Regions from separate parts of the Mus musculus genome. Here regions 2, 3, 4, 5, 6 and 7 are each linked to region 1. Evidence: chromatin contacts called from public HiCAR-type, HiChIP or PLAC-seq and promoter capture Hi-C data. All regions are on one chromosome and are shown on one strand. Each heading gives the region's core, a stretch centred on a gene start, on an enhancer-like site or on the middle of the called end of the contact. The rest is flanking DNA. Distances are from core to core; before and after follow the strand shown. Region 1 holds the start of Golga7 (golgi autoantigen, golgin subfamily a, 7). Region 2 holds the start of Tacc1 (transforming, acidic coiled-coil containing protein 1). Region 3 has its middle 13 kb from the start of 5830408C22Rik. Region 4 holds the start of Htra4 (HtrA serine peptidase 4). Region 5 holds the start of Tm2d2 (TM2 domain containing 2). Region 6 overlaps Adam9 (a disintegrin and metallopeptidase domain 9 (meltrin gamma)). Region 7 holds the start of Ido1 (indoleamine 2,3-dioxygenase 1).

Region 1 (3,073 bases), core at 176-2,675:
GTGCACTAAGCCACACACCCAGCCTACAAACCACCCCTCTGATTTTAAATGGCTGGCACACATTTCTCTAGTACACACTCATCTCCACCTACCTAGTCCACAAGCAGCATTTCTTAGCCCCACACCCACACCATGCTTAATTACCCTCCAAGTTCCTCATCCTTCAGAAACTGATTTATGAACAGGAAATAGAATCTGAGTAATATCGCTGAAGAACAAAAGGAGGATCACATTGGGTAGACGAGTAGATTTTTTTTGTTTTTTTTTTGGTGTGGTTAAATCTGAAGGAATGGTACACAAATCTCATCTTTGTTTACAAGGTTGCCCAAAGGACCTCTGCCCCATGACCGTTTTGATATGCAAGGCAAACAGGAAGTTCCCAGTGATAATGACTGGGAGTCAGGGTTGGTTCAGCTACAAGTTCCTTTGCCGTTCCTGCCCGGGACCGTGTACGTTTTTCAGGTTCCAAGAAGGCCTGTCTGGACTGCCGAGCACATCCCTAATAAACCCTTTCAGCTGAACAGTATGACCAGCACAGTGACCACAGATACCAGTCATGACTATGACGCTGTCTTTCGCGTGTCTGAGGCAGTAGGATATAGGTTACCACAGGAGGTATGAGGTGGCCTGGAGTTCCAGGAATTAGCACCTCATCAAGATGTCAATAACTGAGTGAGTGTGTGTGTGTGTGTGAGCTTCAACCAGGTGTCAAGTACCGTGTGTGTGTGTGTGTGTGTGTGTGTGTGTGTGTCGGCATCCTGTTAAGGACACTCTTGGGTGGACTGCGGGCCAGCATCCTAAAAGTTCTATATGATCACTGTACTCTGAGCATTAGCCTTAGTGGTCTTTCTCCAAATACTAGACCGTACCTCCTTCGTATATCTTTTCCCATGAATCCTGACGTCTCATGCTCTCCCGAACCGTGAGACACTCCCTCCCGCTCCAGGGACTCTCCCCTCCCCAGGGCCAGGGGCAGGGCCAGGAGCAGGGCCAGGAGCAGGGGAAGCCGGGCTGCATACCCTGTTCTCCAGCTCCGCGGGGAACTTGGTCTGGAACTGGCAGCGCGTGCCGCTGCTGTAGTCTCGCTGAATGAACACCTTCCCGGACACCGGTGCCTGCTGCGGCCTCATGGCGAGGACAGGACCCGCCGCTCTGCGAGTTCGGGCAAGACACGGGGTCAGATGGCCGGCCTAGAGCCGGCTCTCCGGCCCGCCAGCCCTTCGGAGCCACCCACCGCCCAAAGACGCCCCAGGCCTCCCCCCTCGCCGATCCCCTTCACTCATGGCTGTAGCCGAGGGACTCCAAGCTACCCAAGCCCAGGACCCGCGCCCCCCCACATCCTGGTTCGGCCCTGGAAACACAAACCCGCCTCCTCGGCCCTCCAGCAGCTGTCGCGCCACCTCCGTCGCCGCTTACGTCCTGTCGCAAAAAAACCTAGCCTCTCCCGAACACCTTCTGTGCCGCACGTTGACACCCCGCCCCCTCCGGCCGTAAAGCGACGCCTCCGCGGCTGCGCGTTGCGGTGAGGTGCGCGGTGGCTGGGAGAGAAGTCTTCCTAGTGTAGGCGAATGAAACCCTTCCGGGCGGAAGAAGATGATGATGATGAGGTGGACGTGATCGGTGGATCCGGGAGTTCCGGGAAAGACGCCGGGGTTAGAGACTCGGAATTCCCTGTTGGTTGTGGTGAAGTGGTTTGTGGGCACAGGAATAGTTCCCTTCTTGATTAAGCGTTCCAGCTTTCACGTGGGCTAACCCACCTCGCTCCACAAAAACAACCGTCACTCTCCAATTCCAACAGACACAGATATTTACAACTACAAAGCGCACTACTGGGGATGCATTTGGCCCCTGGAACCCTCTTGAACGAGAGTGAGGAGATGGTATTCCTGTTCTGCATTATCCTGCATCCCTTCTCCAATTCTTCTTGAGGTGTTGGTTTTTTTCGTCCCAGAGACATGTACACCAGCTATACCCGCTTAGGTGACCCGACTGGACCAACAACAGTTCTCTCTCATTGGTCCCCACTTTACTGACTGTATCTTTGCAAGACATCCAGGAAAATCCCTATGCACGTCTGGTGGTGGCGATGTTCTAGTACAACTTTTTAGTATACTGATAATTGATTAGATACTTGATCAGTTGTCACGATAATTGATTTCTCTTTTGGGGTTTTAAAAATAGCATTAAAAAAATTTCCAGCATAGGGCGGGGGACAGGGCAGAGGTCGTCCACTCCCTGGTGATCTCTGAGTTCAAGCCCACCCCAGTTTACCTAAATAGTACCAGGCCAGCCAGATCGTCATGGTGAGACCCTGTCTCAAAAATGAATAGCTTTATCCCAATAAAGGGTGTATAGTAAACCCACTCATTTAACGTGGACATAATTTGTTAACTTCTACCACGTCCATGCCCTTAAACCATCAGTACAATCAAGATAATAAACACCACCTCTAAAAACTTCCTTACTCTTTACAGTCATACCTTTCAGCCATTCAGCAGACCCCCTTTGCCCAGTACTAACCTTTCTGTCACTAGAAACAAACTTGTGTTTTCTTAACTTTCACTTAAATTGAATCAGAGTTTTTCGTCTCCTTCTTATTGTATAGATTCTACTGAGATTCCTCTGTTGTGCCATACGTAATTTCATTTCTGTGACTTTCCCCATTTATTCATTCACGTACTGCCTCAGGGTTTCCATTGCTGTGAAGGGAAACCATGACCAAGACAGTTTTTTATTTGTTTGTTTGTTTGGTTTTTTGAGACAGGGTTTCTCTGTATAGCCCTGGCTGTCCTGGAACTCACTTTGTAGACCAGGCTGGCCTCGAACTTAGAAATCCGCCTGCTTCTGCCTCCTGAGTGATGGGATTAAAGGCGTGTGCCACCACCGCGCGGCTACAAGGCAGTTCTTATTAAGGGTAACATTAAATTGGGGTTGGCTTACTGGTTCTGAGGTTCAGTCCATTATCATCATGGTGGGAAGCATGGCAGCTTCCAGAAAGGGATGGTGCTGGAGAAAGAACTGAAAGTTCCAAAGGCAAACAGGACAAGACAAGCTTCCAGGTAGCTAGGAGAAG
Region 2 (3,073 bases), core at 254-2,753, 1.9 Mb after region 1:
TTTTTCTTTTTTAAGTTAAAACCAAAAAGGTAGAAAACTCAAGTTTTGTTACCTTGGGGTTTGGCCTCGGGTTCTGCCAATCCCGGTGATGAATCACAAGACTCCTTGAGAGGCGATCTGATTGGAGTTTCAGCTTCAGGAGTCTCAAAATTACCTTCAGAATCCGAGCTGCCGAGGGGGAAAAACGAGGCATTACCACAGTCAACGGTATTTCCAACTGCCTTTAAAACGTACTCAGCCACCAAAGTGCAAGTACAGCGCCTCTAACTTTACAACCAACCAATCCTCAACCCAGCCTGAGAACGGCTGCAGCATTTTCAGCGATGCCCAGCATCCTAGCTCCCCGAAATCTCTTTCGTCCTCTGAAGCTTCTCACCAGGACCTTTTTTTTTTTTTTTTTTTTTTTTTTTTTTTTTTTTTTGTCATCGCTGCCTTTCACACGCACAGACACACACACAAAAAGACTTCCCAATCAACCCTTTCCAGGGGCGTAAAAATTAATATCGCCCCACCCCCCAAACTAAGCCAATTCTAGCTATACTGTTCTTCTCCGTAGGCCTCTACCTGTCTGGAAGTCACTGGAAGCTGAAAATGCCGTCACCTGCCTTCCACAATCACACGTGTGACAGCTCAGCAGAGACCACCATTTCTCACCAGCTGCCAGGGACCTGTCATCACGCGATCCTCTTTTACCAAGGCTGCATTTTAGGACACTGCGGGGCCAAGAAGGGCGGTGGAGCGACTTCTTGCCCACAAGGGGAAAACGCTACAAATCGCACCTGGCCTTATCAACTGCCACTACCCGGTGCCGCTGCGTCGGAGCCGGGGTGTCGACGCTTCGAGAAAGCGACCCAGGCAAACCGGGATGCGCAGACTGCGGATTCGGGGCTGGGTTCAGAAAGCTTACAGCGAAGACAGAGGACGAAAAGCACACGGGCAGACAGAACATCCCGAACTTTCGGGTACACAGCGGGGACCCGGCTGCGGGCAGCAGAGCCGGGAACACGGTTGCGCGCACACAGCATTGACCGCGGTGGGAGGATGGCGCCCGCCTGCATCTCGGCTGGGATGCGGTGTACTTGCCTGAAACTCAGGGATTTGGTCTCGGCTTGCGAGTCCTCTTCCTCCTCGGGGTCGCCCTCGGGACCTCCGGCTTCGTCCTCTCCGGCGCCCGAACCGCGCACCGCGGACCACGTCCACTTGGCCCACTGCACGGGCGACAGGATCTGCCAGGGACTGAACGCCATGAGCGCGGCTGCCGCCCCTGCGGTGGGGGAACGGCGGCCTCTTCCTTCAAAATGGAGGGGCCTTGACAGGCGCCGGCAACGTCGCCGGCGACCCGCGGATGTGGCTCAACGAGCGCCGTCGGGCCGGGCGCAGCGCTTCCTCCCACGGCCCCGCAGCGCCGCTCGCCCCCGCTCCTCCGGGCCGCCGCGCCGAAGCTCGCCCCCGCGCGTGCCCGCTCGCCCGCCCGCTTCTTCCCCCGCCAGCCCTGCTCCGCGTCGCTGGGCTCTGGGGTCCGCTCCCGCCTGGAGCAGCCTCGGCCGCCGCGGAGCCGCGCCCCTGGAGCCGCCCCCTCGGACCGAACTACTGGCGCGGCGCGCGGGGGCGGCCGCTTGGAAGCGCGCTCCCCCCGCCGCGCTGGTCGCGCCCGGCCTTGGGCAGGGGCTGCTCGACCGCGCTCGCCCTCCCCGCGGGATCCGCGCCTGCCGCGCGCCGCGCGCCGCCGCCGTCCATTTCCGAGCGTGTGCGCGCCGCGGCGCTGTTCCTCTTCCCCTTTTATCTGTGTTTCCTGCCGCTAGGACTTAATGGCGTGGCTGAAGCTGCGCTGTACAGAAGTTAAGCCCCTTATTTAAAAACAAAACAACTCAGAACCTCTGTAGAGTGTTGTACCCGATCCTTGACACTGGTCAGCGCCATCCTTGTTACGCCCAGGATTTGGAAGGCTCCCAGGTTACAGAAGAATTGAAGTTGTCTTGCCCTCACCAAGCCACACTCATGAGGGCTCCGGAGTGCCCTGACCTGGGATAGATGCAAAATTGCCCCCTGATAAGACGGCCTGAGCCGTTTCCTGTTGTTCTTTCTTTTCATAACTTTAGGCTTTTTTCAGATAATTCCTGGGTCCTTGGTTTCTGATGTCCTTTGCTTCTTCAGTACAGAGCCATCAAGATCTGGTGACAGTCTTCAGAATAAGGCTTTTACCTCTGAAGGTGAAGAGAAGAATTTTCCCCCCTTTATCTTTGAAGGATTCCACTAAGAGACTGCCCCAGGTCCTCTCTCCCAGTGAATTCATTTCCTCCAAAGCCAAGTTTGAGACCATTAGCTCATCAGTGTGTTTTCCATAATACTGACATTTCTCAGTCTCAGAGAATCTGTGAGGTGGCTACAATTCCCACAGAGAGTGTGCCTCCAAAATTCAGAACAAAGTCAGGCGAAGATTTTCAGGATGCTCATGAGCTTACCCTGAAAGAAGCTGGCACCACGTCGTGTACTGCAGATGAATCACAAATGTCTTATACACTTCATAACAAAGACAAGCAAACATGTAAGATAAGGCTTGGCAGGTATCCTACCATAATAAAAAAAAAAAAAAGGCAGGAGTATACTTTAGAGCCCATTACTGCTTCTTGCCTGAGATAAACACGACTGTCAAAAGTGTTGAAAGACTTTTTTTTTAAAAATGTGAGCGGAAGTCATTTTGTTTTAGGTCTACAAGAACTATGCCAAGACTATCCAACTGTCGTTGTCTTGGGTTTATGATCAAGCAAATCTTCAGATTAGAAACCCCTGTAGCTTGAAAATAGTACCCATGTAAGTCCTTACCTGGGCTTGATCATTCCTCCTCCTCGAGACTGCTACCCTCTTTTTCCCTCCTCCCGATCCTCGTGTGCCTTGCATAGCTCCTGCACTCCAGAACTTCTCGGAATTACAGTTTGTCCCTCAGGGCTTTCTCTGCCTGGTTAATCCTGCTTCCCAAACCATCAGCAGCAGAGACCCAGATATAACCTTGATATGCCCAAGAACACCTAAGAGATGGTACAAACACAAGTCCACACTGGGGATGTACCCCAGA
Region 3 (3,073 bases), core at 197-2,696, 1.9 Mb after region 1:
ACAGTGTACGCACATACATTAAATAAATAAATAAATAAATAAATAAATAAATAAATAAATAAATAAATCTTTTTTCCCCTAAAGGAATAGGTCATTGCTAAATAGGTGATGCAATGAACATTCAGTTAGTGATACTGAGTAGGAAAAATGATCAGAAATCCACATGCTCTGTGATTCTGCTTGCACAACAGTTTGAAATGATAAAAACATAGAAATGAATAATTAGTGTTACCATGGGTCTTGTAAGCTGGGGCTGAGGAATGGGGGAATGTTTGCGCTGATGGATTTGTCCCATGTTCTACATCTCTGCTGGTACCGTATATCATCTCAAGGTCATACTAATAGGTAGGGGGCAGTGAGTGCAGATGCCATTGGGGACCAGGGACATCAGCAGTTCTGAACTACCTAGTGCGGATGCTGAGGAAGGAACTCAAGCTCTCTGTAAGAGCTGCAAGTTCTCTTAATTACTGAAAAACCATCTTTTTCCACCCCACCGCTGGGCCCATCCCCACCCCACCCACATGCCCATTCCCACCTTACCCCACTCCCGTGCCCACCCCCACCCCATGCTTGGAGCAACTCTAGTAGAGCCTCACACAGTGCAAGAGAAGGCCACTCTGATTCACCATGCACAGCAGAGTTAGTTCCGTCGCTTCTTCGTTTATTACAGAGCCCCACTGCTGCGTCTCTCCCTATATTCAGAAATGACAAGGAAGTATGGCAGAAAATTATTGGAATAAAACTAGTAATTACGTGACGCTGAGGGAGCTCTGAATCGAGTAATGGCATAGTCTTGAAGTACTCGCTCAGGGGGCAGGGCGTATCTAGGGGCCGATTTTATTTTTGGTTTCTTCAGCCTAAGTTACTACCACAACTCTGCACCCGCCAACCAGCTCAGAGTGGGCAGGCTTCATGATGAAGACTAGGAACATCCCCAAATGCCAGGTACACGGACGCCTACCACTAACACTCAATGTCAAAGCCAAAGCTGTGAGAGACTGGTGTTGTAAGCAGAGGTGCCAGTAAGAGACTGGATTAAAATGTTACAGCCTAACCGGGCAGTGGTGGCGCACGTCTTTAATCCCAGCACTTGGGAGGCAGAAGCAGGAAGATTTCTGAGTTCCAGGCCAACCTGGTCTACAGAATGAGTTCCAGGATAGCCAGGGCTACACAAAGAAACCCAGTCTCGAAAAACCAAAAAAAAAAAAAAAAAGTTACAGCCTCTACCTCCCCCCACCCCCCAAATGCCAACACACTGTGTGGCCCTTCATGCATCAGTTGGCATCTTTGTCTGAAATGGAGAATGTAAGTGTCTGCAGAGGCTGCACCCTACATACAGACTGTGAACAAAGTCAAATGTATCCATCAGCTCCCGATATCCATTAGTGTCTGAGCATCGTGGCAATCTGACACCATCACTCATTTTTCAAACAGGAGCAAGCAGTTCTTTGACAGTCACGAATGTTAAATCCCTTCCCAGCAGCTATGCTCTCATCCCACTTGCCCGAAATAGCTTATCCAAATGTCAGATATTTTTATGTTTGATTTCTGTTATTGATTGCCCTATCATATTTTCTGAAACTCCCCAAAAATGCATATGTAAATTGACTTTGCTACAATTTAAAAAATATCCTGTGTCCATAGGGCTCTTGGCAGTGGAACATCTTTGAGATTAACTCATCATTACAATTATGATAACTGTTTGATTACTTAATCAGTCTGCATGCAGGAGATCAAAGCCCAGACCTCACTTCTGCTAGGAGACCTTTCCACTGAGCTATGTCACAGTGGAAATTTTTATTTGTTGATTCTTATACATGAGGCAGTATTGGAAATTGTTAGACTCCTAATAAGATGTTTTAGATATTTACATACACACAGCTATGCAAAGACTCTCAGTATCTATCTGTTGGTATTACTCATCACGAAAACGGAGTTAAGCACATGCCTGTCATCCCAATATTTGAGAGGCAGAGGGGGAGCCTAGGCTACATAGTGAGACCCTGCTTCCTCCTCCATTCCATCTGTGTGTGTGTGTGTGTGTCTGTGTGTCTGTGTGTGTGTGTCTGTGTGTGTATGTGTGTTTGTATGGGTCTGTCTTAGGGTTTCTATTCCTACACAAACATCATGACCAAGAAGCAAATTAGGAAGGAAAGGGTTTATTCGGCTTACACTTCCATACTACTGTTCATCACCAAAGGAAGTCAGGACTGGAACTCAAGCAGGTCAGAAAGCAGGAGGTGATGCAGAGGCCATGGAGGGATGTTCATTACTGGCTTGTTTCCCCTGGCTTGCTCAGCCTGCTCTCTTATACAACCAAGACTATCAGCCCAGAGATGGTTCCACCCACAAGGGGCCTTTCCCCCTTGATCACTAATTGAGAAAATGCCTTACAGTTGGATCTCATGGAGGCATTTCCTCAACTGAAGCTCCTTTCTCTGTGATAACTCCAGCTGTGTCAAGTTGACACAAAACTAGCCAGTACAGGGTCTGTGTATGCATGTATGTGTATATATCTATGTATATCTATGTATACATATATGTGTGTGTGCCATATATACACATGGCAAGCTTGAATATCAATTTCAAATCCTCATTTCTTTTAAGAAGGCAAATTCTAATAAATCCAAGGAATTCTGAGGCCTCCAGGATTGTCCAGAGAAGGAAAACTGAGACACAAATAGCCTAGCCAGGCGAATGTTCCACCTAGGGGCACAGAAAACCAAAATGATCAGTGGCTCTTGAAGCCACAACATAACAGACAATGGCTACATTATCCACTGCATCGAAAGATGACCACAGCATCTATAGAGAGCTGCTATAGAGTCTACAGAAAATGGCTCCATCACAGATAGAGGATGCCTATAACATATACAAAGGGTGGCTAGAGTACATCTTAGGATGACTGCAGCATCTAAGAATGGTTGCAGCATCTACACGGGATGAGTACATCATCTGGGTATGACTCCCAAATTATAAAGGATGACAGCATCAGCTGAGCGTTGCTGGAGCATCTACAGTGGATAGCTGTAGCATCTGCAGAGATTGATTAGCTCAGTATTTGGGGATAATA
Region 4 (3,073 bases), core at 198-2,697, 1.8 Mb after region 1:
AGAATCTAGCTCTTAGTTCCCACTACCAACTGGCGTTGTGACTCAGAACAAACTAAGTTTGCTCTCCATTTGGGTTTCCTTGCATGCAAGCGAGTGCTAAGGCTAAACAAGCCCACCAAATGCTCACTACTAGCTCCTACAGTCAGCCTTTAGTTTTGCTGTGGGATACCGGGGAGAAAGAAACACCAGTCACCAATACGCACTGCTGTAGCTTCAATTTAGAAGCCAGAATCCTTGCGCTTGGCTCTTTGCTCTTTAGCGAAATAACTCTTAGCAAGTCAGGTCTCCTGCAGGCTTTGCGGAATTCTACTGCCCACCTACACCCCAGCCAACTCTTTGAATCTGTGTTTCCTCACAGCGGTTTTAATGGTCAGAAATCTGGCAACCAGCAGGTGAGGTAGTTGATCCTAGATGGGACCTTTACCTGCGGAACAGCTGCAAGTGGACCACAGACGGCGCCACCTTCTCCACCACTGCGGCGATGAAGTTGTACTTTCTCCGGAGCCGCCCTGCTCTTGTGGTCCCTGTGAATAAACGGTCCACGGTGAGTGCGTCCCTGGATGCAGGTGTCGCATCTCAAAATTCCCCAGCATCTCCCCGTCCCTCTTTCTCTGAAGGTTCTCCAGACCAGGAGATGAAAGGACCCTCCCTGTCCTACCAGAGGGAAGAAAAGGAGAAAGGGAAGCCCAGTGGCAGCCAGTAAAGAGACCAAAATTAACCAGGCAAGAACACCAGGAACAACCACAACAGGTTGAATCCCTAGAGATGGCGAAGGAAGGCCCACTGAATTCGCGAGCGAGCGAAGTTAGAGCACTCACTTCATCTCCCTCTGAAAAGTAAGAGAAGTGTCAGGAGATTCGCCCGCGCCCCGCTCACCTGCTTCCTCGCAGGCACCCTTCTGCACTGGCACAGCCGGGAGCGCGCCCCGCTGGCGAGCGGCTCGGTTCTCCTTGCGGAGCGCACATAGGCTGGGGTAGGTGCGCCCATCGCTGCCGCACACTACCGCATCCTCAGCACCCTCCGCGCAGCCGCAGGTGCCCAGCCACGCGCCCCCCGAGGGATCCCGGGAGAACGGGGCGCCGCAGCGCAGCCTTGGGGCGCACGGCCGGCCCCGCGCCCCGCCACACTCCTGGCCCTCGGCCGCGGCGCACACTCGGCAGCAGCCGCAGCGATCGGGAACCGGCGCCAAGCCGGCCGAGCAGGTAGGCAGAGTCGGGCAGCGCGTGGGATCGCAGGCATCGGGACAGGGCAGCGAGACTCTGGACCTCCTGGCCTCGGCCCACGGAACAGGCACGGCTGGTAGCAGCAACCACAGCAGGAGAAACTGTGTTCGCACAGCCCACAACCGCTGGAAGCTCATCTTGCTCCCTGACCTCGTCGATTCGACTGTTTTTCCTGGCCTGGATGCTGCCTCAGCCAGCCTTCGGACTTTATAAAGGTCAGAGTCTGGCTCACTTCTACACACACACACCCATATATCACCCACCACCCATGCCATCCCAGGACAAGGGCCACCCACCCCAAAGCCATGAAGGGAGGGGTCCACTCAAAAACCAGTCTTGGGGCAAGGGAGAAACGTGACCACCCACCCACGGCCACGAGATCTGACCAGGAAAACACACAACCAGATTTCCTATTTCACATGTTTTTATTACAAAACAAGCAACCAACCAGTTTTTAGAAAATGACGTTTTGCTACATACCAATTAGGAGCTCACACAACGTAAGAAGCTGGAGTTTCCATGCACTAAGCTCAGTGCTTGCAGGAGGTGTTTCACGGCTCAAACACTGGCTCAAACGGGGCATGCCACACCTTCATAAACAGAGGGCCCAGCAGTCACACTGTGTGTTTTTGCCAAATATTCACTTGATTCAACGCCTACCTGGTATAAGTGACTATAATTGACTCAGGCAGGCAATAACACAGAGAGAGAACGAGGGACTGAGGAAAACAGATTTTGGGGGGTGGGGGTGGGGGAGGAGGTTAAACAGGCGACATGGGAAGCCTAATTTCAAAAACACTGCCGTCTGCTACCAGATAGCTGTTTATTTGGTTGACACTGAAAACAAGTATCAAGTCTACCGCTCAATTACCAGTCCACTGCTTACTCAGAGGGTCATATAAGTCCTGTGTAGAAAGGGGAAAACCAAACCAAACCAGTTTGCTTCCAGTAAACTAGGACGATGGACCTTAAATCTTCCCGGAGGGGCAGCCTTCTACTTGGAAGTAGAGCTGTCACTCCGCCACTTTGACCAGAGGTGCCACTTTAGTTTGCGGTCTCCCATATCCTCGGTGTGGTTCGGAGAATGAAAAACACACGCTTCTTTTTTTTTTTTTTCCCCTGATTATCACCTGACCCGAGTAAGCAAGTCCACCAAAGCATTGAAGAGTAATGGATAGGACATACTTCAGCTACAGAGAACAATACCTTCGAAGCTTTATAGAAGGACCCAACCCCAGAGACTGCTTTTATTCCACACAGGAAATGCAGTATCTTTTATAATCCAGAAATCCCTTCGGATTTATCCACAATCTATGCTTAACCACAAACCCACACGCCATCACACCTTGAAAACTAAAGGTTTATGCACCATCTTTGGCTCACATTAAAATACTGTCCTAGGCTGGATATGGTGGCATAGACTTGTAATCCAAGCACTCAGGAGGCTGAGGCAGGAGGATTATCAGTTCAAAGCCAGCCTGGACTCCGTAGCAAGACTCTAGCAAAAAACAAATTTAAAGGGTGTGTGTATGTGTGTAAATACAGACAGAAGGGGAATTCTGAAACAAGAATTGAGACTTTAAATGTTTTGAGGCTTCACAAAGATAATTATATTTTCTGGGCACCGCTATTAACAATGTTCTAACTTGCAAGTCTCATGTATGGGCTGGTTAGGATCACTGAAACTGTACTTTTCCTTTGTTTGCATAATATACACCGCATTGTGTTTAACATGATCTCAGAGTGTGTACCGAAACCTCTCAACTTTCTGTAAGGACCCGTTGATGCAGCACTAATAACCAAGCCAACAGTTTCTAAGAGAGGGACAGACAGATTTTGCAATTTAAACG
Region 5 (3,073 bases), core at 220-2,719, 1.8 Mb after region 1:
CACAAGAAGTTAGAGATTATTAAAATTTCAGTTCCTTTCATAGCGATATTGTTAACTAGAACAGCACGTTTCATCAGACACGTCCTGGAAGCATCCCATTGAAAATTTGTCAGTATTTATAAACTCCAGGAGGACGCTAACTTAATTAAAAAGGAGAAAGCCAAAGACAAGAAGCTGTAATTAGTTTCGTGAAGGTCAGCGGTCCTGAACTCAAATCTACACTCATCACCTTTGAAGGCAACAATTTTGTAAAGCCTTCTATTGTCCATAGTGTTCCCGGAGCTCAAAGAGATAACTAAGCCATGCAAACACTAATTTAATACAAAGGATGAAATAAATAACTTATTTCCAGGAAAAAAAGAACCTAGTGTGTTCCCATTCAGTTTCATCATCCACAATATAAATATCTTACATATTTACGGGAAGTTTCACAATTCAGATGTGCTGGCGAACAGTAATTTAATTCTTTCCGATAATCCCCTGGGTTAAACAGAGCAGAGATTCTTTGTCCAGATTTAGATAGATTGAACTACAGGCTCTAGAAACGTAGCGTTTCGTTGATTTTATTATTTTAAGTATCCTTACTAACAAAAAAAAAAAAAAAAAAAAAAAAAAAAACGGCCCAAGGAAAACCCGCCCTCTTCTCCATCGGGATCCCTGTGGACCTACTGCTGAGTCGTCCAAGACGGCGAACGTCAAACCCCAAATCCTGATAGACTGAAGCAAAAGTTCCATCTCCCAGCCCAGAGCTGGTGACAGCCACTCCACCCGCAAAGCACTCGCTGCAGCCCGGGAGTAGCGAGCGCACCGCCACAGTGCAGCCGGCCGCCGGCCACCGGGCTCCGGGTCAGCGCTGACAGGGGAGCCGGAGCCCAGGGTCCGCCTCGCAGCCCTCACCACCCAGCACTCACTCCCCACAGCACGGTTCCCGTCCGGCACCCACCTGGTCGCCCGGCCTCGAGGACTGGGCCCAGCAAGCCACACGCCAGCAGCCACCTTAGTCGCAGAGAGGCAAGGGGCGAGAGCGCGCGCGGCCCCATAGCGAGGGCTTCGGCAGGTTCCGCTCAACGCGCGGCCGCCGCCTCCGCCCCTTCGGTCATCCTTGCAACCCCGCGGGGGCCCCCGGGCTGGCGGGGCGCTCGCCCTCGGCGAGCACGCGCGCGGCACTGACGCAGCAACCCCCCCCCCCCCAAAAACCCCGCCCCTTTCCCGATCCCGCGGCCAGAGGCTGACGTAGGGAAAATACAGTCTGGCCAACCCACCGGCGGCCGCCGCCGCCGCCGCTCCAGTTCGCGCCCGGCTGTTCCGCCCCTCCGCCCGCTCAGCGGAGACTAGAGAAGGTAGGAGGGGCTGGAGGGCGGGGCTAAGGGAAGCTCCACCCTCCCTCCGCTCCGTGCAGCAGTGAAGGGTCTACTGGAGGGCGGAGCGAAGCCAGGCCACACCTTTCCCCTGGCCGTTTCTGATTGGCCGTAGTGGCAGGCGGAGCGTCGAGCTGCGCACGGGTTGGCTGTGGAACGGAGGGTTGCGTACCCGACGTAGAGAGAGGCCTGACAGCGCCGGGCTCCGGTGGGCCGTGGCGGCCTGGCTTTGTTTTTAGGCCAGGTCTCTAGGACCGGCCCCCGGGAAGATGGTGCTGGGCGGCTGCCCTGTGAGTTACCTATTGCTGTGCGGCCAGGCGGCCCTGCTATTGGGGAACCTGCTGCTGCTGCACTGTGTTTCTCGGAGCCACTCGTTTAATGCTACGGCCGAACTGGATCTCACACCCTCGGGCGCCGCTCACCTCGAGGGTCCCGCGGCCTCAAGCTGGGAATACAGCGACCCCAACTCGCCAGTCATCCTTTGCTCTTACCTGTAAGCTGCCGGGACGTGGCGGGCGGACCTAGAGGGGGATCGGGCCAGGGATAGCTGTTGGTTGTGGGAGCGGAAGGCTGCTTCCACCTCGGGGAGGTGATTCCGGGACTGGTGCCTCTCAATTGCCCTGCCACAGAAAGCAATTAAACTGTGTGTTAGTGGTAGATACTGGGAAGGAGTAATGTAGGCTACAGAACCCTTCCACTTCCTGCACCCTTTCTGCTGCCTTGGTTACAGGATGAGTTCAAGGCCAACCAGCCAGCCTGGGTAACTTGTCTCAAATTTAAAAAAAAAAGAAAGAAAGAAAATTCAAGGGCTGGAAATGTAGCTCAAAGGTAGATAGCACCTCTAGCGTATCCAGTTCCCAGTACAGAAGGAGGAACAGATATTAAAAGAGGAACGAAAATAGCATTGCGTGCGGACACAGAAGCAATCGGCAAAAGGCACTGATGAAAAATCTTACTGATTTGCAGACCCGACGAGTTCGTAGACTGTGATGCCCCAGTGGATCACGTTGGAAATGCAACTGCCTCCCAGGAGCTTGGTTATGGTTGTCTCAAGGTGAGGATTTTGTTCTTTGTACAGGCACCTTCGTGGGAAGCATGGCCGGGTGCTGTTAAAGAATTACAGAAGGGCATACAGACAGACTTGATTTTTTTTTTTTTTTTTTACAACTTCATCCGTATAACTGTCGCTGGAAACATGACAAAGGTTTTAACGGCTGAAGAGCACATTTGCTTTCCTCAGGAACCAACCATGCCTGTGCCCAAGCCACCCAAGTGCAAAGACCAACCTGTATTGCTTCCTTTGACTGTTGAAACTAACAAATTAAAGCCAAGACATCGACTGTACTTTCAAAGCAAGGCTTTTCTTAACAGAGCAGCAGCAACAACAGCAAAGCCATGCACTTTGTAAAGCTGGTGCTGAACTGGCCTTTCTTGGTTACACACGCACTTGGAGCAAGTTCCTCATGCAGGTGACAGCCGGCCTGCACCATATCCGTTGGAAGTAGCTAGAGTCTGTCAGTTATGATTTTATTTGAGGATAAAACATTCCAGAGAAGCCAGTAGTATAGCCTTAAAGTGAGTGCATCTAACTTGGTCTCTCAAAACCCAATGAAGTTTGGTTTGGTTTGGTTTGGTTTGGTTTGGTTTGAGTTTTGTTGTGCTGGTAGGTTGGTTGTTTGTCTGTCTGTCTGTGAAAAGGTCTCACTACAGCCCAA
Region 6 (3,073 bases), core at 268-2,767, 1.7 Mb after region 1:
GCCTACAAAAATAAAAATACAAGATTTACTTCATCCTTTTAAATTCCTGTAAGGCTGACAAAGACATAATGAGAGGCCCAATTAGTACTGCAGATGTTCTGTATATACAACCGAATCAGAGAATGTTTTACTGAAGAAAAGAGTGTGCGAAGAAAAGAGGGCATATTCACTCAGGCATCTTCCTGCAGGTCACAGATAAATAAAACAAGGTTCTAAACCCACTAGATCCACAATGTGCACGCATGTAAATGAATCACTTCCCCGCTTGCTCCCAGCACATCCCGCTGAAGCCTGCTGTGCATGTTGCATATGAGACTGTAAGCACTTGAAGCAAGAGGAAGGCAGCAGTCCCAGGAGCAGGAGAGGACTTCAGGGCCCACACACCCCCCCTCCCTTGCTCATAGCCCTCTTCACCCTTGTCTCCACTTACCCAGTGGCACACTTCTTGTACTCACTGCCGGAGAAACCACAGTTGCCAAATCTGTCACCTTTAGAATTGACTTCAATGAAGCAATCTCTTGGGGCAGCCTTAGCCTCTGCAATAGTCAACATTTAAGAGAGAAAAAAAGTGATGGTAACTTTAGTCAGAAGTATCCCATATGATCCTCACACACGTGTAGGAGCCACTGCACACTTCTAAATGTTCAGCCTTACACATACAGCGCCTCTGGTCTACACTTCATAACTCAGATTGCACATAAAGGCCTGGATCCAAGCACTCAGACTATAACAAATATCATTACATGATTACTACAATTAGGAACCATGTACAGCCAGATGGCTAGCACTGTTGACTTGATTGCACTGAGAAAGACACAGATTATAAGCCTGCCTGAGAATGTCTGAGGTGTGTCCAGGGATCTGATCTTCTAGATGATCAATCACTGATGAGTTCATAATGTGATAGGATTCTTGGGAAATGGGGAGGGGAGGGATAGAATCTAGCTGGAGGCCAGGTCAGTGGGAGCTGGAGAGGGGTTAATGTGCCCTGGAAGCTCTTGCCTCTGTCCTCTCATGAACCCTTCTCTTCCCATCTCTATCCAACATGAGGTAGAGAGGCCTCCCTGCCACACAGTCCCATCACTATGGTGTTCTTCATATGCTCACAGGGCTGAGCAAACATGGACTGAACCTCTCCGAAACCAGAAGCCAAAGCGTCTCTCCCTTGAACTCTTCTCCCATGATCACAGCCATGCAATAGTAACTAGCTCGTGCAGTAAGTCACAGCTCGCAGGCACTCACTGTCTGCTCTCACATACCCAGCACTCTCAGTTACAGCACGGACCACCGCATGTTTTTATTGTACATGGACGCTTACATTAGATAAATACAGTGAGACCTACTCCGTGTGACAAAGGATAAGCCACACTCATTTTCTTGCATTTTTAGTATCACCTTCATTCTTCCCTCCCTAAGACTTTGTTAGTATTTCCTAGTCAAATCGTCAGTCCTTCCTCCCTCCTGAATCAGATTCCCTTACCCAGCCCACATGCCTGATACAAGGCTCAGTTAGCTTTAAAGAAGGTGGATGTGGGTGAACGGAGGCAGCGCAGCAGAGGGAAGCAGTGAGCAGGAGGAGACATATCCATAATCCTGCCCAGAAAAAATACCACACAGTGTTCCCAGCCAAGTCAGAACAACAGGGAAAGTTACAGATTTCCCAGACAGTATACAGGGAGGGATGGAGTCGAATGTGTTTGCTGCTGCTGCTGACTCAAGGATAAAGAAGAGACTGGTGGGAAGACAGGAATCTAGGAAGGCTTTCTGTAGAAATCCTCAGTGCCAATCATTGGCCACTGCAACTTGGGTAAATGTGCTGAAAACAGGACTCAGTCATACGCAGCCGACTCCATACAGGTGCAGGGGGTGGGAACTCACCGGCACCATGAGACCCAAAATGAAGACAGCTGAGGGACCACAAGTCCACGTCCACAGTTCCCCAAGCCCTTGTCTAGCATCTACGAGCACTCTGGGAATCCTACCAAGAGTTGACACAGGAAGAGAAGAACAAAGCATCTCACAGATGGCTCTGAGCATGTAGAAGCATCACCCAAAAGTGGACAGTGGCAATGCTCTCTCTGCAACAACCCCATAGAACATTTTGTGGTTCACTTTGCTGGGAAGGAGATGGAGAGTTCATGATTATGACCAATTGAGGTGCTTGGGCCAAAACAATCAACAGAAAGGAAAACCCATTCTGGGAACTGCAGGCAGCCTCTTTTCCCAGCCACCTCTGCCGCCACCCAAATCCACTGAGTCTCTGATATGGCACCCTTTCCTGAGCATCAGCCAGCATCTGGGTACCAGGGCAGCTACATACACTATTCCCTTTCCATCACAGAAAAGACAGCACTTTGTGCCCAGGCTCATATACACCACTTCTTCAAGAACCAGTGACTGAAGCCTTGTACACACTGGGCAAGTGTTCTGCCACTGAGCTATCTCCTAACACTTGTTTACTGTTTGAGACAAGGTTTTACTAAGTTGCACAGGCTGGCTCTCTGTAGCCCAGGCAGGCCTTAAACTTGCAATCCTCCTAGATTTCAGGCCTATCTTTATCACTAAGTACAGTATTTTATTTTTATTAGATGGCTTGTTAGAGTAGTAGAAATGTACTGGATACTCAGTTACAGTGCAAGTCAGATAGTACTAATTTGATGGACAGGAGCATCTTTTCTTCAAAAAGCTACATATGCTCTAAATCAGGTCCAACAGCAACAACCACAATCCCCTGTACAGATCTTAAGGGGTGCAAATGGGAGTGGCAACACTTAGCAATATGACTCACTAACAAAAACATGCTTCCTGGACCCGTGACTTCGTGCTCTAATAGCTTAGAGGTCTGAGTGTCCAAAGAGAAAATTCTTCCACTAGATGCCACAAGAATGACTCCACTGGGCTGGAACATATACTACACACTCAGTTATGCTGGGCTCTTCATGTTTCTGAACGAACAGAGAAAAGCTTTTGCAAGTGGCTAGATGACAGATCCATAACCCTACATGGAAGCAAGAGGAGCAGGCCTGAAATACAGGAGTTATCTAAGTATTTACCTCATCCTGTCTAACAGCCA
Region 7 (3,073 bases), core at 380-2,879, 1.3 Mb after region 1:
CAACCTGTGGGTCGTGACCCCTTTGAGGCTGCATTCTTTTTGGGACTACCTAAGACCATCGGAAAACACAGATACTTACATTACAATTCAAAACAGTAGCAAAATTACAGTTGTGACGTAGCAACGAAAATAATTTTACCGTCCGGGGTCATCACAACATGAGGAACTTTAGAAAAGGTTTCAGCATTAAGAAGGTTGAGAACTGCAGCGCTAAACCCTGAGGTGGTCAGTTCCACATTCGTGACCGGATACACGAAAACCTCAAAACCAGGCACGCCAGGGCACCCAAAGATGCAGGCGCCAGGACACTTGTAGCAAGGATATCAGGCTTGGTGCCCAAAGACGGGAGAGCCTGAGGCTGCATGCTAAACTGTAGTCCCGCCCCAAGCAGCAAGCCACTGGATTGGATGGGAGCTGCGCAGGATGCTCCTCGTGAGCACTGCGGGGTGCATGCTTCAGATCGCTCCCGGCTGGGCGAGCTGATACAGGCTCGCTGCTACCCTTAATTCTGCAGTGTACCCGTGCCTCGCCTTCCCGGGAACTGCCTTGGTTTTCCATATCTGATCCCAGTCTCTAGCCCACTGCCCCTAGATCTGTGCCTTCCTGGCTCCATGGCTCTTTGCGTCTGGGTCCTAGAGTCACCCGAGCTCAAAACGTGCGACTGACTACTTACTCTGTTCGGGTCTTAGTGAGACTAGGTGAGCATGGGGCACCTCTAAACGAGTATTTTGCTTCTTTGCTATTTTCCGTAAGTGTTGATAATGAAGATGTGAATGATAAATTGGTATGCGTGGCGTTTTTGCAGTCCAATTTAATGACATAATTTTTGTTTGTTCAGTGCGTTCTCAGCTTTTGTTTTATTTAAGACTGTCTGGCCTTGAATTTGAGGCTATGCCCCTGCCTCTGACTCCTGGGTGATGGAACTATAGTTGTTTCCCACTGTACCTGGTTGAGACACGAGGCATTTCCCCCACATGCACCGCACTTGGATTCCAAAACTTGCACAAAAGCACAATCAAGGTTGTTCATACCTTCCTTTGGATTATGCTTGGCAAACCACAAGCATTATTAGTATGAAACAAAAGTTGCTTGATCTATCATCTCATATACTGAAATCAGTGAGGAGCACAGATCGATCCATTTGATAAGGTTCAGAAGAGAAATGTTTCTATGGCTCTGGGCATTTGAATGTTGCTGTTTCAGGACACCGTGCTGGAAAAGTCATTGTGACAAACTGGCTTCCCTTCTATGAGCCCGTTTCCTTCACGAAACTAAAAAGACTTCTCATGTGCCCCTTCCCTCACCACTTCACATTTCCAGGTTAAGAAAGTAAGGGCTGGATTTTGAGGAAGAAGAAGAAGAAGAAACACTGAAGAGCAGCCAGGCTCCCTTTTTGTAAGTGGGCTCTGAATTTGACATCACTCATTCGCTTAAGAGAACCTGAGACAGAGCTGCTTACTTAGAAATTCATCTGTCGAGATAAATAATGAGGACAAAGCAGATTTTCACTTTTCTTACCAGTGGATGTGGTAGAGCAAAGCCCACATCTTCATCTATGTGGTGGTCTTCAAGGATCCTTCTAGAACCTTCTGTAGGAGATATTTTACTGAGTGCCATTGCTGTCTACTCCACTGACCCCCCACTTGGCCACTGAAGGAATGTCCCAGCATCTCTTATAGGGTTTAGCCAAACCCCACAGCTGACACGTAATACTCGGGGAGAAGTGGCTTCCACCTGGGACAGTTTCATTTTCTGTTTTATGTATTTGCAATTTGATAAACAACCAAACCACAAAGGATCTCTCTTCGTCATATGAAGAAACTAAACATTTGTGTTTCTTATCAGATTTATCCCATAAGGACATCAACTGTTGGCTCTGATGGCCTCAGCTTCCCAGTGCCAATTATGGTGACCGAGTGCACACTCAGGCCTCGGCCCTGGAAACCACCCCATCAGTGGTTTGGGTGGCCACCTGTTACCCCAGCAGGAGGATTGGGTGTTCAAGCCACAAAGTGCCCAACTCACATGACAAGAACCATGAGGACAGGTGACCAGGAGAATGCATTTTGCTTTAGAAAACGTTCAGAGTTTGGGTTTAAAATAAAGACAGCCGAACTAGCAATAGCTGTCCGTTATTGGCTTTCACACGAGGGAACTTATGTCCTGTTTTAAATGTCAGTGTTTTGTCTCTCCAGCTCTGAAACACAACCTGGGACACACAGGAGAGTCAGCCTCAGAAGTAGCACAGAGGGGGATCATCACCAGACCCTTCCCCCTAGTTTTCTTCCCTAGGTTCTTGTCTGTGCTAAGGCTAATGGAGGGTTCACTTCTTCACATGATTTGTAAGCCATATCTTGGAAGGTGGTCCACCTTTCCTACTCTATCTGGCTGCCAGGGACCGACTCCTGACAAGCTCTCAGCCCTGCCCACCTGGAGATTCTCTAATGTGTTCAAAAGTAAAGAGCAGCGTCAAATAACTAAAAACATTCCTTGCAATACAAAATTGAGACTCTGGTAAAGGTGTACAGAGAACTCCTAAGTTTATGTCCACTTTGATGAAATGGATTTTGGGTTTGTTGTTGTTTTGTTTTGTATGGGTTTTTAATTAATTAATTAATTAATTAATTAATTTTAAGAAAGTGCCTCGCCAATTTGTAAAACACATGAAACTGAAGAAGAACGAAGACCAAAGTGTGGACACTTTGCCCCTTCTTAGAATTGGAAACAATCACCCATAAAAGGAGTTACAGAGACAAAGTTTGGAGGTGAGACAAAAGGATGGACCATCTAGAGACTGCCATATCCAGGGATCCATCCCATAATTAGTCTCCAAACGATGACACCATTGCATACACTAGCAAGCATTTGCTGAAAGGACCCTGATATAGCTGTCTCTTGTGAGACTAGGCCGGGGCCTAGCAAACACATAAGTGGATGCTCACAGTCAGCTATTGGATGGATCACAGGGCTCCCAATGGATGAGCTAGAGAAAGTATCCAAGGAGCTAAAGAGATCTGCAACCCTGTAGGTGCAACAACATTATGAACTAACCAGTACCCCGGAGCTCTTGACT

What was found. Promoter capture Hi-C pulls out the DNA fragments that hold promoters and counts their contacts. HiCAR-type assays count read pairs that join an accessible place to other places. HiChIP or PLAC-seq counts read pairs in DNA pulled down with a chosen protein or histone mark.
Region 2: an H3K4me3 HiChIP or PLAC-seq map of stem cell-derived neural progenitor cells shows a contact between it and region 1, with 5 times the contacts expected there. The contact joins the promoter of Tacc1 here to the promoter of Golga7 in region 1. A contact is called at or near these places in 2 of 39 promoter capture datasets (the C10 cell line and cranial neural crest) and 3 of 115 datasets of contacts at active chromatin or transcription factors (astrocytes, large pre-B cells and stem cell-derived neural progenitor cells).
Region 3: a promoter capture Hi-C map of hippocampal neurons shows a contact between it and region 1, with 4 times the contacts expected there. The contact joins the enhancer-like site here to the promoter of Golga7 in region 1. A contact is called at or near these places in 3 of 39 promoter capture datasets (the C10 cell line, embryonic stem cells and hippocampal neurons), 1 of 484 Hi-C or Micro-C datasets (B cells) and 2 of 115 datasets of contacts at active chromatin or transcription factors (embryonic stem cells and large pre-B cells).
Region 4: a contact with region 1 is called in a HiCAR-type map of astrocytes, with 4 times the contacts expected there. The contact joins the promoter of Htra4 here to the promoter of Golga7 in region 1. A contact is called at or near these places in 2 of 39 promoter capture datasets (embryonic stem cells and hippocampal neurons), 1 of 484 Hi-C or Micro-C datasets (B cells), 2 of 115 datasets of contacts at active chromatin or transcription factors (astrocytes and embryonic stem cells) and 1 of 9 other capture datasets (embryonic stem cells).
Region 5: a contact with region 1 is called in a HiCAR-type map of astrocytes, with 6 times the contacts expected there. The contact joins the promoter of Tm2d2 here to the promoter of Golga7 in region 1. A contact is called at or near these places in 5 of 39 promoter capture datasets (embryonic stem cells, hippocampal neurons, liver and 1 more), 1 of 484 Hi-C or Micro-C datasets (embryonic stem cells) and 4 of 115 datasets of contacts at active chromatin or transcription factors (astrocytes, embryonic stem cells, large pre-B cells and 1 more).
Region 6: a promoter capture Hi-C map of hippocampal neurons shows a contact between it and region 1, with 7 times the contacts expected there. The contact joins the enhancer-like site here to the promoter of Golga7 in region 1. A contact is called at or near these places in 4 of 39 promoter capture datasets (the C10 cell line, cranial neural crest, hippocampal neurons and 1 more) and 3 of 115 datasets of contacts at active chromatin or transcription factors (embryonic forebrain, embryonic stem cells and large pre-B cells).
Region 7: a contact with region 1 is called in a HiCAR-type map of astrocytes, with 4 times the contacts expected there. The contact joins the promoter of Ido1 here to the promoter of Golga7 in region 1. A contact is called at or near these places in 8 of 39 promoter capture datasets (the 3T3-L1 cell line, 3T3-L1-derived adipocytes, the C10 cell line and 4 more) and 3 of 115 datasets of contacts at active chromatin or transcription factors (astrocytes, differentiating embryonic stem cells and embryonic forebrain).

Annotation. Positions count from the first base shown.
Region 1 is chr8:23,255,655-23,258,727 of GRCm38.p6, forward strand. It overlaps Golga7 (golgi autoantigen, golgin subfamily a, 7), which reads right to left and starts at 1,426. Exons shown (of 5, transcript NM_020585.2): 1 at 1,020-1,426. The coding sequence starts at 1,130.
Region 2 is chr8:25,200,039-25,203,111 of GRCm38.p6, forward strand. Tacc1 (transforming, acidic coiled-coil containing protein 1) reads right to left here and starts at 1,504. Exons shown (of 13, transcript NM_177089.5): 1 at 1,084-1,504; 2 at 53-168. The coding sequence starts at 1,247.
Region 3 is chr8:25,113,580-25,116,652 of GRCm38.p6, forward strand. No RefSeq gene overlaps it. Among named protein-coding and RNA genes, the nearest start is that of 5830408C22Rik, 13 kb to the left of the region's middle. Within about 2 kb of position 1,447, at least 4 of the 459 cell types and tissues checked have an H3K27ac peak or open chromatin away from gene starts, as enhancers often do. A contact at or near this core is called in hippocampal neurons, where this site is marked.
Region 4 is chr8:25,037,515-25,040,587 of GRCm38.p6, forward strand. Htra4 (HtrA serine peptidase 4) reads right to left here and starts at 1,448. Exons shown (of 9, transcript NM_001081187.3): 1 at 877-1,448; 2 at 425-524. The coding sequence starts at 1,360. Plekha2 (pleckstrin homology domain-containing, family A (phosphoinositide binding specific) member 2) reads right to left here. Exons shown (of 12, transcript NM_031257.3): 12 at 1,630-3,073.
Region 5 is chr8:25,015,742-25,018,814 of GRCm38.p6, forward strand. It overlaps Tm2d2 (TM2 domain containing 2), which reads left to right and starts at 1,470. Exons shown (of 4, transcript NM_027194.3): 1 at 1,470-1,851; 2 at 2,325-2,412. The coding sequence starts at 1,628. It overlaps Adam9 (a disintegrin and metallopeptidase domain 9 (meltrin gamma)), which reads right to left and starts at 1,181. Exons shown (of 22, transcript NM_001270996.1): 1 at 944-1,181. The coding sequence starts at 1,040.
Region 6 is chr8:24,972,599-24,975,671 of GRCm38.p6, forward strand. Adam9 (a disintegrin and metallopeptidase domain 9 (meltrin gamma)) reads right to left here. Exons shown (of 22, transcript NM_001270996.1): 15 at 431-536. Among named protein-coding and RNA genes, the nearest start is that of Adam32, 25 kb to the left of the region's middle. Within about 2 kb of position 1,518, at least 67 of the 459 cell types and tissues checked have an H3K27ac peak or open chromatin away from gene starts, as enhancers often do. A contact at or near this core is called in hippocampal neurons, where this site is marked.
Region 7 is chr8:24,595,323-24,598,395 of GRCm38.p6, forward strand. It overlaps Ido1 (indoleamine 2,3-dioxygenase 1), which reads right to left and starts at 1,630. Exons shown (of 10, transcript NM_008324.2): 1 at 1,519-1,630. The coding sequence starts at 1,617. It overlaps Gm51565 (a long non-coding RNA gene), which reads left to right and starts at 289. Exons shown (of 2, transcript XR_003947523.1): 1 at 289-698; 2 at 1,321-2,122.